2 separate regions of the Ovis aries genome follow, and region 2 is linked to region 1. Evidence: chromatin contacts called from public Hi-C data. All regions are on one chromosome and are shown on one strand. Each heading gives the region's core, a stretch centred on a gene start, on an enhancer-like site or on the middle of the called end of the contact. The rest is flanking DNA. Distances are from core to core; before and after follow the strand shown. Region 1 has its middle 59 kb from the start of PELI1. Region 2 holds the start of PELI1 (pellino E3 ubiquitin protein ligase 1).

Region 1 (3,762 bases), core at 481-2,980:
CCCTCTCCCACAACAAAGTCGTAACTGGGAATCAGACAGGTTAGAATCTGTGTCCTAGTCCCTCAGATTACTTGCTAGGTGACTTTGGGTCAATTATTAACCTGACAGGGCCTTGGTTTCCTCACTGATAAAATAAATGGGAACCATTCAGCTTACCTTCATGGGTGAGGATCAGGTCAATTAAGGCAGTAAATCACTTGGCAGCTAGTCAACTCTTAACTGTTGATAGCTATCGGAGTTCACCATTTGGATGAAGAGGATGTGGTCAGGAGCCCTCCTAGACAGACTGGAGTCTGCAGTGGGGAAGGGGTGTCAAGGCAGCAGGGGCATCCCAACCATTGGGAATGCCCAGGAACTGCTTTATCAGTGCCACTGCTGCCCCCAGCACCCTCCCCCATGCTCACAACTTCTCTGGGGGAACTGAAAATATATGGAGAACTTTGTAAATGTCAACTGTGGCTAATAATCTACCTCAATGAGAAACTCATACAAGAAAACACACACACACACCACTGCACATACAGACAGGGATCTAGCTTCAGAGCAATCAAGAATGTTATTTTCCCTGGGCCAAAGCAGGGTCAGAGATATTCCAGGACCTGTCCTCAGGGGAATTATTTCTAAGAGCCTTGACAAAATGTACAAAACTAGGGTAGAAAATAACAAGGTATAAAGCAGTGGTTAGGCAGAAGGTTTTTGAAGAGGAAGGACTAATTAATTGCTCCAGTTGGCACTTCTTTTATATATTGATTCCTGTTCCCAGGTCAGCAGCATCACTTTTCAGGGGATGTGAAAATAGTGAATATACAGCAGAAGGGCCTGGCAGGTGTACAGAGCTAAGCTAACAACTGTCAGCTGCCCCGAAAATATCTTCACTCATGGGTTTGGGGGGCTGCTTCTCCTAAGGATCCTTTCCATTAATTTTCTGGTAATAGAACCTAAAAGACCAATGAAACAAATATCAAATTTGGGACAAATTTATAGCTAAATAAACACAGGCTTTGGGATGCCACAAAATTGGGCTCCTAATACCAGCCTGGAAAATGTGGCTAATAACCTAACATCTCAGAGCCTTGATATGCTCATCTGTTAAATGGGCCTTAGTAAAGCCTGCTTCTCTAGGTAGCTGCCAGGATCAAATGAGACATGTTTGCAAAACTCCAAGTACCATGCATGACACAGAAAGAACTCAACTACTGGAAGAGTATTATCATTAAGTAAAATGTGCAATGATTCTTTGGTGGCTTCTTTTAACATAGGAGTTTCTATCCATCCCCAATACAGAATAGCTATTCTAGTAAAACTGATCATTTATTATGATTTGTGAGTTCACTGTCCAACCCAAGTTCCCGTGGAACATTTAGTGTAATCAAGCTGAGGCCCTCAGCAAGGTCCCTGGGTCCAGTCTTCAAATCCAGTATCACTATGGCAAAGAACTAGAAAAGAGAAGAAGAGTACCACTGTATGAAACACACCCTCTTTCCTTTTCCTTAAACCTGTTTATGCACTTCGCTTGTTAGCTCTTCAGTTCCCAGAGAGCAGAGACTCCTGGGAAACAGGAAGTAGCAAAGGCCTGTGAGAAAATCCCCAGATGAAGATCAGCAGTAAATCTCTCCCAGCAACACTTTGGTCAGAAGAGGGAAATTCCCCACCAGCCCTCAAAAACAGTCCCTCAAGAAAGCTTAAAGAAGGTTAATTTGGGAAATCCCCTCAGAGGCAACAGAACAGAAACGGAAATCTGCTTCTTAAGAGAAATCTGAAAAGAGTAAGCCAGTTAGTGGCTGCCTGGGGAGCGCTCAGTGTTAAGCCGTAGTGCTGCTGCTACCTCATTTCCCCCTTTTCATCCTGATCCTGAGGGCAACCCTGACCGGACTCAGTTGCCAGAGCCACTTGACACCCTCTCTTTCTAGGCTCCCACCCCAGGGGAATGAGTGCAACCAATGCTAAGCCAGATTCCCCTCCCATGCAAACCCTCTCCACGCGTGCGTGCATGCTAAGCAGCTTCAGCCATATCTGACTCTTTGTGACACTAGGGACTGTAGCTGCCAGGCTCCTCTGTCCAGGTGATTCTCCAGGCAAGAATACTGGAGTGGGTTGCCATGCCCTCCCCTCCAGGGGATCTTCCGAACTCAGGGATCCAACTGGGGTCTCCTGCATTGCAGGCAAATTCTGTACCTTCTGAGCCACCAGAGAAGCTCCAAACCCTCTCCATACCCAGCTATCATTTTCATTTTGTGAGTTTCCTTTAGTGCCATGAAATAACAGACCCTCAGGTTTTACTGAGTTCTAATCTGAATGTGACCTTGGGGTCACATTTCTTAGCTGCTGCTAAACTCCAAGAGGTGGGGGAGGAACCCTTCCCACAAAGAAGAAAAACAAAATCACATAAACCTCGTCCCTTTGAAGGGCTTAGAATGGAATATCTGCTGATGAGTAGTAGCAGAGAAAGTGTATAAACACTGTTAAAGGGGCCTGTCAGGGGAGGTGGAAGTGAGGGAGGGGGGACTGTGATCTCTACATGCAAACCAGGCCCAAGTCAACTAGCTGTCCACGAATAGGATCATTCCCACAGGGCTTCCACTGGGTGTCTTTTGTTTTAATTTTTATTTTATATCAGAGCATAGTTGTTAATAAACTGTACTCCATTGAATGGATTTTTTATTTTTTTTTAATCTGTGATTCTTAAATGACCATTTCAGGAAGATGACAAAAATGAGATTTTAGCAAAAGAGTGAAGAAAGTAGATTCCATAACAGCTAAAATTTTCTTTACTGTATACTTACTCAAAGTAGGTATCAAACTTTAGAAAAGAGAATTTTTTAAAGGTGTAAGCACTCTGTTTAAAATTCTATAAAATATTATACTCTCCTAGAACATGTGCCCTTTATGTTGTCAGGACCCACCACTGTGTGATTCACAATTGCAGATTCCACTTTAAAATACTTTTTGACTCCTGGAAAATTACCCTGCCAAAAATCACTTTCCTGGTACTTTCAAACAAACATAGTTCTTGTTTGCTTCAATTCATGTGTCTTTGTTAAGATTCCTTTTTCCAGAAATTGTAAAGATTCTTAGCCACCTACTTTTCTCCATGCTTGGAATAAGCCAGAAAACTCCTTTGGGGGTTTGCATGTTTCTAAGCAATTAGACTAGTCTTTAAATTCATTCTGTACACATGAATAATAATTACAGTAGTTACATTTAAACAACAATCCTAACTTGCAAATTCTAGCTTAGTCAACACACCCTCAAGAGGCATTCTTTCTTTCTTTTTTTTTTTTTTTCATTTCGGAGCCTAGAAAGTATTTAATTCTCAGTTCCTAGCAAGACCAAAGAATATTTCTGATTTTAGGGTAAACTTTTCATCTGCTCTTGGCGCTACCTTAGTTACAAATGTGAAATCAATTAAATGATGCACGGTCAGCAAAAAACAGCCCTTTAATGCCCGGCACAGATGAAACAGATTCCAACATGGGTCTAAGAGTAATAAATAAACTAATAAAAAAAGGAAACCAAGGAGCAACTTTGATGGAAGTAAGCCGTTTGCCTTTGCCCTGGAAAGTTTATAGTGTTTTAAACAATTGTAAACATGTCAGTATACGTGGATACCGTTTCCATAGCAGCATAGCAACAGTTAAGAGTTTCTCCAAACATATCCAAAAGGAAACTAAAAATAGCTTGTCTTCAATATCAAAATACATACATATACATATTCAGACAACAGTACACAAAATGACGTGTAATTAGAAATTCTGCAGAGAC
Region 2 (3,859 bases), core at 566-3,065, 60 kb after region 1:
CATTCTTTGCATATTATACGAGATTCGTCACAATCTGTCTCCTTTACCTTTTCCTCTCTCCTCTAGCCATTCTGTTTAATCCCATCCTACCACCAGCAATGATGAATTCTTTAATGGACCAAAATATTCTTTGATCTCACACTTCTAGTACTAACCCTAGCCCTAGCCCTGCCCACAGTGCTCTCACTTCTCCCTTTTCCTTCCTCCACCAAAGAACACAGACACACCGACTCCTAGTCATACTCAAGTTTAAATGATCTTTGAATCATTTCCTGACCCTATCTGAGTCTGGGGTAGGTGTGTACCAAACCATCTGGTAAACTTTTCTACTAAGGTATTTATTGCAGTTTGTTTATTTACCTGGCTCTTCCTCTGCACAATAAGCACTTTGAAAATAATAAATATTTCTTTTATGCTCCTGTATCTCTATTTCTGGGAACTGAAGAAGTACCTGAGACATACTATACTCAATAACTGTTTTTTGAATATTAATCATGGGGTCTGCAAACACAAGGATCCTTGACCTTGAAACTCTCTACCTGAAAACCGCAGCTTTTCCTGTGTTTCTGATTTCTAAACGCTAGTCCTTTTCTTCCAGAGTATGGGGTTCTAGGTAGGCAGAGAAGGAAAACAAAAGATCTTGGGATAGGTTGCCTTTAGTTCTCTGGAATCCAGTAACATGTCCTGCCTTGCACCACCCTCGTCCACCATCTCTTCACACCTGGCTGTCCCACATGGGCGTAGACTTAGCTGACCAGCCCCAAAGCATACTCAGACCTTGGTTCAGACTTCTCTTATTGCCAACTGAAAGTTGGTCAATGTACGTACAGCAAACAATTTTCAACTTTCCACTTATCTTTTGAACTTCTACTTTATAAAATTTGTATTTCTTGAAAATCGTAGGCCTTAAAATTTAAGAAATTTTTTAACATGGATGAAGTAAGATACAGTGATCTTAACCTTGAGCTTTACCTTTGCTGGCCTTAAAGTTGGATGTGACTGCGTGAAGAAATGATGGGAATCTGACAGTGGTGATGCTCCTAACCCTTTTATAACGTAATTAATTAAGATATCGGAAGCAACTGGTGGCTCAGATGGTAAAGAATCTGCAATGCAGAAGCCTTGGGTTCCACCTCCGGGTCAGGAAGATCCCCTGGAGAAGGGACAGGCTACCCAATCCAGTATTCTTGCCTGGAGAATCCCAAGGAGCCTGAAGGGGGCTACAGTCCTTGGGGTCACAAAGAATCCGACATGACTGAACAACTAACACCTTTCTACAAGTCTTAGGTTAAACAACAAACAAACAAAGAACCTTAAATTTAAGGCAGAGAGGATACATTTGCGGGAAGGGAGGGAAATGGGTATTTGTGATCCTGAATTTATGGGATAAAATTAAGCAGCAGGGAAGACCGAGATATGGTGAGGAAGTCAGATTTCACTGGGCAGTTGGCGTGATGAGTCTAGAAGCTGGGGGTGGAGCGAAGTTAAAGGACTAGCCAAAAGTGGGATCCTTAACAGTACCATAACACAAGGAGGGCCTTGTTCAGTCAGCAGCCTCGCTTAACACGTTCCCTTCCTTAGTGTGTCGGTGACCATAGTAACAGTAGGGCCGAGCCTCCCTCCCGAGCATGCGCACTGCAGAGCGAACGCAGACGCGTCCTCAACAACAATGTACAGCTTTTTTCTTGAGGAGAACTACAACTCCCAAGAGACCGCTCGGCGCCGCCGCACCGCCTCCCTCTGTGGCCCTGCCCTGTCCCCTCCCTCCAGTCCCGCCCCCCCGCTAGTCCCCTCCCCTCCCTCCGAGCGTGGGTCAGAGACCCAGAGGCGGTGGAACCGTCGGGGGGCGCCGCCGCCGCCGCCGCCTCCAGCAGCAGCAGCAGCCTCGCCGCGCGTTCGGATTTGCCTCGAGCCCTCCTGGAGCGCATCACAAGGCGGATCCCGCGGCTCTTCCTCCGCCCGCGGCTTCTCCAGCGTTCGGCTCCGCGGCCAACTTCCCCTCGTTGGGCTCGGCCGGCTGGCGAACAAGGCGGCGGCGGAACGCCGGGCTGTCTGCTCGCGCTGCCCGCGCACGCACACTTCTCCCCCCTCGCTCCGTGTCTCGGGGCCGTGCTGGGAATTCCGGCCACCAGCAATTGTCCGGTGAGTGTGGCCGCAGGAGGGGTCGCGGCGGGGCCGCCGAGGGGTGCGGGCCAGGCAGGCGCGCAACTTCCTCAGCGGCTTACCGGGGCGGCCGGCCGGCCGGCTCTCCCCGCCCGCCTGCGCGCCCCCGCGCCGGAGGCGGCCGGGAGCGGAGTTTGCGGCGCCGGCATCCCGCGCCCTCGCAGGAGGAAGCGCCTTTGTCAGGAGCCTGCCCGGCGCGCCCTCCCCCTCTGCCTGGGAGCGGGCGCGAGGGTGGCCAAGTCCGAGCCCCGCGCCCGGGGTAGGGTCGCCAGCTGCCGGAGGGGAGCTCCGCGGGGGCTGGGAGCGAGACCGAAACCAAAGGGAAACAAAAGGGGTGGTGGGCTTTTCTTTTGTTTGTGCGAAACTGATAACTTCTTTTTCCTTTCCTTACATAACACAGACTTCCAAGTTAGTCATTCTTTTTATTATGATTATTGTCATCATCTCTGCGTGTCCCTCGCGTTTCCTTTCATCTCTGGATCACAGAGCACTTAAAAACATTAATTAATTACACCTCCGGGGCCCCGACGAAACAAGTTAATAAGCCCGTTTCTGTAAGTGGGTAAACTGAGGTTCAGAAGAGCTTGCTCCTCCACCGCACCTGGTGTCTGAAGACCTGAAAGCATTTATGAGTAAGAACTCGTTCTCCAGTGCCCCGTGGAAAAGTTAAAGATGTTCCTTTTACGTATAGGCTAACTAAAGTCTAAAAGAGGTCGGGGTACTTGTTAGGTAGTTCAAACCATAACTCTTCTTACATAGTGTTTGAATTTTAAAACCTCAAAAGTCTCTTGAAAAATGCCCGGAGTGGGGAAAATACTGTGATCATAAACTCACCCATCTAGTTTTGGTTTTTGTACATGTAGGTTTCTTACAAGGCAGACTAGCAGGGATGGGGGATGGGGGTGGGAGGACAGACTTTTTAACGTAGGCTTCACAGATTTTAATCACTGCACACAAGGAAATGTGTCTTGGTTTTAATAGCACCAACAGCTTTCCCATCGTTTAGTCATCAGATAATTGAGTGAGCGCTTTATCCATAAGGTGCTGGTTGTGCCAAGAACTGAAGCTTTAAATATACGAAAAGGTCATCTATTTGTTTTGGTTCAAAGACGGTGTACTTCTCTTAGTCTGCAGAATGTTATTTTTTCACAGCAGCTGATCTTTTGTTTAAGAACTGGCTTTGTCTTTTTCTACATTGTGTATGTGTTACCTTAATTGAGCAGAAAGATTAGAGTGTTTTTGTTGTTATTTACTTTTCATAGTAGTGTGAATTTAAATTTTTGAATTGTGGAGAAGGTTCAGTTTCTCCAGTTCTGGTTTCAGTTTATGGCGTTTTCTTTGTAACTAACAAAGAGAAAATGTTTTCTCAGAGTGATCAGATTTATATCTTTCAAAACATTGTCCGTCTTGTACAAATACAGCATATAAATCCCTTATGTTTTTTACTCGCACCAACAACCTCTTGTGGAGGAAGATAATTCTGAAGACAAGTTTATTTTGGTAGTTGACCCAAACTAGAAGGTAGTGCAAATTTAAATCAAGCATCATTTCTACTAGTTATTTCCTGAGGTGAATAATGATCAGAACTGTAATAACAAGACTTTTTCTTATCTGCAATTCTCTTGAATTTAATTTTGTATTTTATAGTTGCCCCTAGATTTTAGATTCTGGTGATTCCATCAGAAAAGGGAAAGAT

What was found. Hi-C and Micro-C count contacts between places; a contact is called where the count stands out from the background.
Region 2: a Hi-C map of blood shows a contact between it and region 1, with 2.2 times the contacts expected there. The contact joins the promoter of PELI1 here to the enhancer-like site in region 1. A contact is called at or near these places in 2 of 16 Hi-C or Micro-C datasets (both in blood).

What each region holds. Positions count from the first base shown.
Region 1 is chr3:44,087,086-44,090,847 of ARS-UI_Ramb_v3.0, forward strand. No RefSeq gene overlaps it. Among named protein-coding and RNA genes, the nearest start is that of PELI1, 59 kb to the right of the region's middle. Within about 2 kb of position 1,731, at least 16 of the 54 cell types and tissues checked have an H3K27ac peak or open chromatin away from gene starts, as enhancers often do.
Region 2 is chr3:44,146,645-44,150,503 of ARS-UI_Ramb_v3.0, forward strand. PELI1 (pellino E3 ubiquitin protein ligase 1) reads left to right here and starts at 1,816. Exons shown (of 9, transcript XM_060412042.1): 1 at 1,816-2,142.